Linked DNA regions of Sus scrofa: region 2 is linked to region 1. A link is a contact called in public HiChIP or PLAC-seq data. All regions are on one chromosome and are shown on one strand. Each heading gives the region's core, a stretch centred on a gene start, on an enhancer-like site or on the middle of the called end of the contact. The rest is flanking DNA. Distances are from core to core; before and after follow the strand shown. Region 1 overlaps SPECC1L (cytospin-A). Region 2 overlaps UPB1 (beta-ureidopropionase).

Region 1 (3,323 bases), core at 332-2,831:
TGATGCCAAGCTTTCTAAGAGGAAAAACAGTTTTCTTTTAAAATAGAGGCATGGGATTTCCTGTCGTGGTGCAGCGGAAATGAACCCAACTAGGAACCATAAGGCTGCAGGGTTGGACCCCTGGCCTCGCTCAGTGGGTTAAGGATCCGGCATTGACGTGAGCTGTGGTGTAGGTCGCAGACGTGGCTCGGATCTGGTGTTGCTGTGGCTGTGGTGTAGGCCAGCAGTAACAGCTCCGATTAGACCCCTAGCCTGGGAACTTCCATATGCCACGGTGTGGCCCTAAAAAGACAAAAGACAAAAAAATACTAAAATAAAATAAAAACTAAACTAAACTAAAATAGAAGACACAGGAAATCCCATTGTGGTGCAGTGGAAACGAATCCAACTAAAAACCATGAGGTTGGAGTTCCTGTCGTGGCGCAGTGGTTAATGAATCCGACTAGGAACCATGAGGTTGCGGGTTCGGTCCCTGCCCTTGCTCAGTGGGTTAATAATCCAGCGTTGCTGTGAGCTGTGGTGTAGGTTGCAGACGCGGCTCGGATCCCGTGTTGCTGTGGCTGTGGCATAGGCCGGCAGCTGTAGCTCTGCTTCAACCCCTAGCCTGGGAACCTCCATATGCCACGGGAGCGGCCCAAGAAATGGCAAAAAGACAAAAAATAAAATAAAAAATAAAAACCATGAGGTTGAAGGTTCGACCCCTGGCCTCACTCAGTGGGTTAAGGATCTGGCATTGCTGTGAGCTGTGCTGTAGGTTGCAGACGTGGCTCAGATCCTGCATTGCTGTGGCTGTGGCATAGGCCGGCAGCTGTAACTCTGCTTCAACCCCTAGCCTAGGAATCTCCATATGCTGCAAGTGTGGCCCTAAAAAGCAATCAATCAATCAATCAATAAGAAACAGAGTAATTACAATGCAAGTTGCTAGTTAATGAATTCAGATTTTGCACTGAGCTCCCAAGTCTTTTCAGGGCTTTCCTACCGCACAAGAGAAGTCTAGATTTGGACAATAACAAGAGGACCACGGGATGAGCCAGAGCAAAAGTTCACAAAAGCCTTGAGCACAGACTCAAATGAGGTGCTCTGCCCCATTTTCACCTGAAGGTGCCCATCCTTCCATGCAGGAAGCGTCCACGGTGACCTGTGGCAGAGGGTTCTGACTGCACCCAAACCTCTGCTCACTTCTCACCTCAGAAAGCTCAGCCCCAGCTGTGAAATCGCTGGCCCCTCACTGCCCTCAGTGGACGGGGCCCCAGCCCAGGACACTGGCCGCCCTGCGCCTATGACCTTCCATACAGCAGGTGGGGGCTCCCCCTCTGTGCACCGAGGGGTGGCGGGGGAGTACAAGAGCCAAAGAATTGCATAAATTTCAACAGAATAAGACGGCAAATATGTCACAAAACATCTTACAATGTTTTCATTTGTCAGAACTTTAATTAAGGGCCATAAAATACAACCTCGAACACATCTTCCTTAGTTATTTAGGCTCTGATCTATTTAAGGAAATGCCACTTTTACGGGTACAAGGCAAAAAGCCAAAACCCATGATTCATCTCTGTAGCACGCACGCACACACCACTTCCTCCCGCCGTGTGAGCTGCCATGGCAGGTCCTGACCGTGAGCGAGAACACGGCCACCTCAGGAGGTAGGAGGGAGCCACAAACAAACCACTGCCCAGGAGCCTCACGGCCTCATCCCTGAGTACATACAGGGCAGGTTTGGAGGGTGTCTGGAAATCTCAGGGTGGGGGCAGTCCAGAGGGGAGATGCAGGGTCTAAAAGAGCAGGAAAACCATCAGGAGGCAGTTCTTACTGCTCCAGGGAGTGACTGATGACAGACGTCCTGGGAGGAGCACGCAGCAGCTTGCTGGTACTCAGGGAGGCGGCAGAGGAACCAGCAGGCCCGCGTCAGCTGCACATCTGAGGGTGCAGACATGGGAACCTTGGCTCTGTCCCCTTTCTGAAGTTTAGCCAAGCTCCACTTCAGGTGGGGGTGGGGGGAGACGGCAGGTGTCCGGGGAGAGTCTGAGGCCCACTCCTCACCATGTCCGTGTTGGGATTTGTGTGTAAAGCAGGAAGAGGGAAGGAAGGATGCTAGGGAAGGCAGCCTAGGGTGGACAGTGACCCTGAAGACACAGGCCCGCACCCTATGCCCCTGAGCAGAAAGGAGTTCCAATAAGGACCCTCAATCCTCTCTGTGCACCAGAATCACCTGCAAAAGCTTTTCAAGGCGAAAGGTACTCAGCCCTCCCCCGGCTGGTCTGGGCACCACTCTCTGCAGAGGTCCCCAGACACCCAAGGGTGTGGCCAGGAGGCAGGACCACCAACCCCAAGACCAAAGGTGGCTGGAAGCAAGATGGCCGGGACGTCCCACCACGAGGCCCACCCAGCCCAGCTGGACTCGCTCACGACCCCGAGCACTGGGTAACCAGGGCAGAACCAAGCATTAGACAGAACCTTCCCGCCCAGACTGGACATCAAGGCCAAAGAGGTGATGAAAATGTCTGTCTAAAAGGAGGAATTCCAGTGATGGACCGAGCAGCATCTCTTGGCAGCCATGATCATTAGCGCAGCGACTGGCCCCACTCCCTTCTACCTGGACAGACAGATATAACTCCACAGCCGACACACTTCTGCCAAAACTCTGAACTGAGATCGAACTCTACTGCTGTTGAAGCAGGGACAACATTGTAGGGCTGTAATCAGCAAAACCTAAAATGTAGATGCACTAAGGGACACATGGTCCAGTTCCTTCCAAAGACAAAGCAAAAGTAAAAGAATAAAAGAGGATGGGGAGTTTTAAGATTAAAATGGACTTAAAAGAGGAATATTATTCAAATGCAATGTCAACCTTGTTTGGATCTGCAGCACATGGAGGTTCCCAGGCTAGGGGTCCAATTGGAGCTACAGCTGCCAGCCTACACCACAGCCACAGCAACACCAGATCTGAGCCGAGTCTGCGATCTACACCACAGCTCACAGCAACGCCGGATCCTTAACCCACTGAGCGAGGCCAGGGATCGAACCTGAAACCTCATGGTTCCTAGTCGGATTTGTTTCTGCTGCGCCAAGATGGGAACTCCAGGATCTTTTTTTTCCCAGCCACCCCTGCAGCATATGGAAGTTCTCAGGCCAGGGATCAAATCAAGCTGCAGCTGCCAGCCTACATCACAGCTGTGACAATACTGGATCCTTAACCCAGTGCGCTAGGCCAAGGACCAAACTCGCACCTCATGCACACCAGATCCTTAATCCACTGCACCCCAATGGGAACTCCAGCCTTGTACAGACCATAATTCAAGCAAATCAACCATGTAAAACTAAAC
Region 2 (3,323 bases), core at 604-3,103, 99 kb before region 1:
GGGGGACACCTGCCACCTTCGCAATGCAGCATCTACAGGGCACTAAAAAGGATCACAGTGGGAAGGCTAAAGGCAGCGAGGGGTGGGTGGGGGGACTGACTTTCTGATTAACATGCACCCGTGGCAGAAACCTTCAACCACACGGGCTGCATGGATTGTCAGAATGACTCCGTTTATCAAAAGCTCTTTGCCTCTCTGGGGTGCTTACAATTGTGGGACGCTCCAAATGAGAATACCCTGTCAACCTATAGCACATGCATGTGTGCGCCTGCATATGAACATGTATGCATGTGACCATGTGTGTATATCTGTGCGTGCGTGTGTGCATGTGTGTGCGCGCGGGTGTGTATGTGTGCATGCTCATGTGCATATGGGGGCTCTGATACAGGAAGCAGGAGATGCCAGGGAAGGGGATGGATCCTTCTGGAAGCTGTGATGCTTGTGCACAGCTGGTGGGGCTATGCCTGGCATCGTGCTTGTAAACACTCACCATCAAGTCCACAAATAATCACTCAGCATTTTAAAAAAACTCACCCGAATGCACCATCCTAGTGAATCACCTGCTGTAATTTTTCCACCCTCTATCATCCTCAGCAAAACAACAACAACAAACTTTATAGAGTTCTGACCCCAACCTAGAACATGGTTTTGCTCACAGCTTTTGTCACCCTGCTGCATCACCTCCACGATGACTCCTTGTAGCGGCGGTGCAGCTTACAGAGAAGATGGGCTGGAGGTCACCTGACCCTGACCTCTTTCCTGCCAGCTTTCCCCTCTCTGTAAATCACACTGCTGGGAACATCTCCACACAGGCAGTCTTTCCCTCCTCTCACAGATGATTCCGCGGCCAAGGTTTTTGGACTATAATTATCTGGTCAAGCATCGTGGGAGCTCATGAAACAAACTGTTTCCCAAAGACCTGCCAATCTCTTAACTGCCGGCAGTGCCACAACCTTGGAGCTGGACCTCTGTTGGCTGAGAAAGGAAGATCAATAATATTTAATAAGCCTCACGGGCTGCTGAGGATGTGGGTTGTTATGAGCATATTACATTGAGGCACTTCTGTTGGCTTCATTGGGGCTCATAAAAGCCAAGGGGTGTGGACAGGGAGGTGGCCTCCAAGACCAGGATAAGGCCCTAGAGCAGCTCAGGCTGGGCACTGGCTCCCGGGTCCTCCAGGAACCCCTTTAGGGAAGGGAGCTGATGAAGGTCTGGCACAGGAGGGGACTGCTCTGGGGGGGGGGCGCCCAGATCTGTTGGATGACCAAGAATAGCCTTTTGTCATAACCGCCAGCAGACGCAGTCATAGTGGTCAAGCTGCCAGGAGGCCCCAGGAGAGTCTCCAAGGGGAGAACCAAGATGGGACTATGCCCTCTGCCTTGCAGTGCCCCCCCCACCCAGACACAGACAGGTCCTTCAGGGGCACAGACCAGGTGGCAGGTCTGAAGGAGCAGAGGGGGCTGGCTTCTGCCTTGGTAAGGGACCCACATGCTCATCAGGCTGCTGAGGGATGTCCCTCTCGAGAAGGGGGCACTGTGCTTGTGCTTAAGAGAAATGTAGAGTAATTGCCGTGTCCTGATATTTAGAAGAAAATTGACTGAAATTTTGTCCAGAACAAGGACAAGAATGACAGGTGTGGGCCAACAGGGAACTCAAGGCTGCTCCCCAGAACTCCCCCAGCTTCCCCCATGTTGGACCAGGACACCCCCTTCCCAGCACCACCCTGCTGGCCGCCAGCATCTCCCCAGTTGGGAATGGGTCTGTGGAGGAAGTGAACTGGGGAGAAAGATATTTGCAGCAGATTCCTAGAGCTCTGGTACTTGATGATGCAAAACTGGAAACCACCCAAAAGCTCAGCTGCTGGGGAGAGGGAATTTGCAGCTCAGTCATCTCGGATGCCTGCTGTTATTCAGTGAGGGGCCCGAGGCTGCCCTGATCGCAACAGTTCTCTTTGCTCAGGGGTGAGGCTGACACATAAACACAGGTTGGGTTTTAGAAAAAGAAAACACCTCCTTGCTAAGTGGGTTAAGTATCTGGCATTGCTGTGAGCTGTGGTGTAGGTCGCAGATGTGGCTCGGATACCGTGTTGCTGTGGCTGTGGTGGAGGCTGGCGGCTACAGCTCTGATTGGACCCCTAGCCTGGGAACCTCCATATGCTGAGGATGCAGCCCTAGAAAAGACAAAAAAAATTAAAAATTAGAAAAAGAAAACACCTGACTGGTTAAAAACAGGTTCCAGAGCCATTACCACCTAAGAGTAAGGACCCTCTCAGCTCTGAGCCCTCCCCTCAGCTCCCCTCGTCCAGAGGTCTGCCCTCCACACTCCCCACTCTGCAGATGTGAGGCTTAGGAATCCTAAGCTGTCACACCCCCTCCCCTTCCTCCAGGAGCACAGCTGTAACAGGAGGGGAATTGAGACTGGCCAGCACCTCCTGTGCCCAGGCCCCAGTCCAGACAGCTATGGGGTGATGATTATTATCTGAGATATCGTCATAGCAAAGGACGGTATTTTACAGGTGAGCAGCTCTTTTGGGGGGATCACAATGGATGCTTCGAGTGCTTTTCACAGAGAAGTTGTTAACCACACAGCACACCAGCCCAGGGCTCAGCTGCCTCACTGGCAGTCCTGGAAGTCGGCCCCCACCCGCTCTTTGCCGAACCTGCCTCTAAGCCCCGCAGCCCAGCTCCCCAAGTCCCTCATGCCATGTACCTGAGCACCCCAATGGTGGCCGAGGGGTTGAAGATGATCTCGGCCCCGTTGATGCTGAACATGAGCCAGTTGAGGGGGTGGTGCCGCCCATAGCAGATGTTTACGGCGATCCTCCCGAATGGGGTCTGGAACACGGGGTGGCCCAGGTTTCCCTCCATGTAGTAAGTGGACTGAAAGACAAAGGCCGTGTCAGCGCCTCTGAGCTGCCGACTGTCCCTGTCCTTTGACTTGCCAGAAAAGCAAAACATCACCCATACGCCAATAGTCATACTCCTGGGATGACTCTAAGTTCCACAATTTCAATTCACTGAAAAACATCCCCCAACCCCGAAGACTCACAGTAACAATAAGTAATACAAGGGGAAATCACCATGGTTTCAGCATTTACCCACAATTTCTCTGGTGACACATTAAAAAACCTCCAAAGCAACTTTCCACAGTATTTCAAGGATTGACTGAGGTGAGCTTTCTTTTCTTTCCTTCTTTGTCTTTTTAGGGCCACACCCGCAGCATATGGAGGTTCCCAGGCTAGGGGTTCAATTAGAGCTGCAGCTGCTGGCCTACACCACAGCCTCAGCAATGCCAGATCCGAGCTGAGTCTGCGACCTACACTA

The links. HiChIP or PLAC-seq counts read pairs in DNA pulled down with a chosen protein or histone mark.
Region 2: an H3K27ac HiChIP or PLAC-seq map of alveolar macrophages shows a contact between it and region 1. The contact joins two enhancer-like sites. A contact is called at or near these places in 1 of 5 promoter capture datasets (liver), 8 of 47 Hi-C or Micro-C datasets (alveolar macrophages, blood, embryonic fibroblasts and 4 more) and 1 of 2 datasets of contacts at active chromatin or transcription factors (alveolar macrophages).

Annotation. Positions count from the first base shown.
Region 1 is chr14:49,452,834-49,456,156 of Sscrofa11.1, reverse strand. All of the region lies in intron 13 of SPECC1L (cytospin-A), which reads right to left. Among named protein-coding and RNA genes, the nearest start is that of ADORA2A, 13 kb to the left of the region's middle. Within about 2 kb of position 1,581, at least 36 of the 83 cell types and tissues checked have an H3K27ac peak or open chromatin away from gene starts, as enhancers often do. A contact at or near this core is called in alveolar macrophages, where this site is marked.
Region 2 is chr14:49,551,856-49,555,178 of Sscrofa11.1, reverse strand. It overlaps UPB1 (beta-ureidopropionase), which reads right to left. Exons shown (of 10, transcript XM_001929254.6): 6 at 2,710-2,879. Among named protein-coding and RNA genes, the nearest start is that of UPB1, 20 kb to the right of the region's middle. Within about 2 kb of position 1,853, at least 2 of the 83 cell types and tissues checked have an H3K27ac peak or open chromatin away from gene starts, as enhancers often do. A contact at or near this core is called in alveolar macrophages, where this site is marked.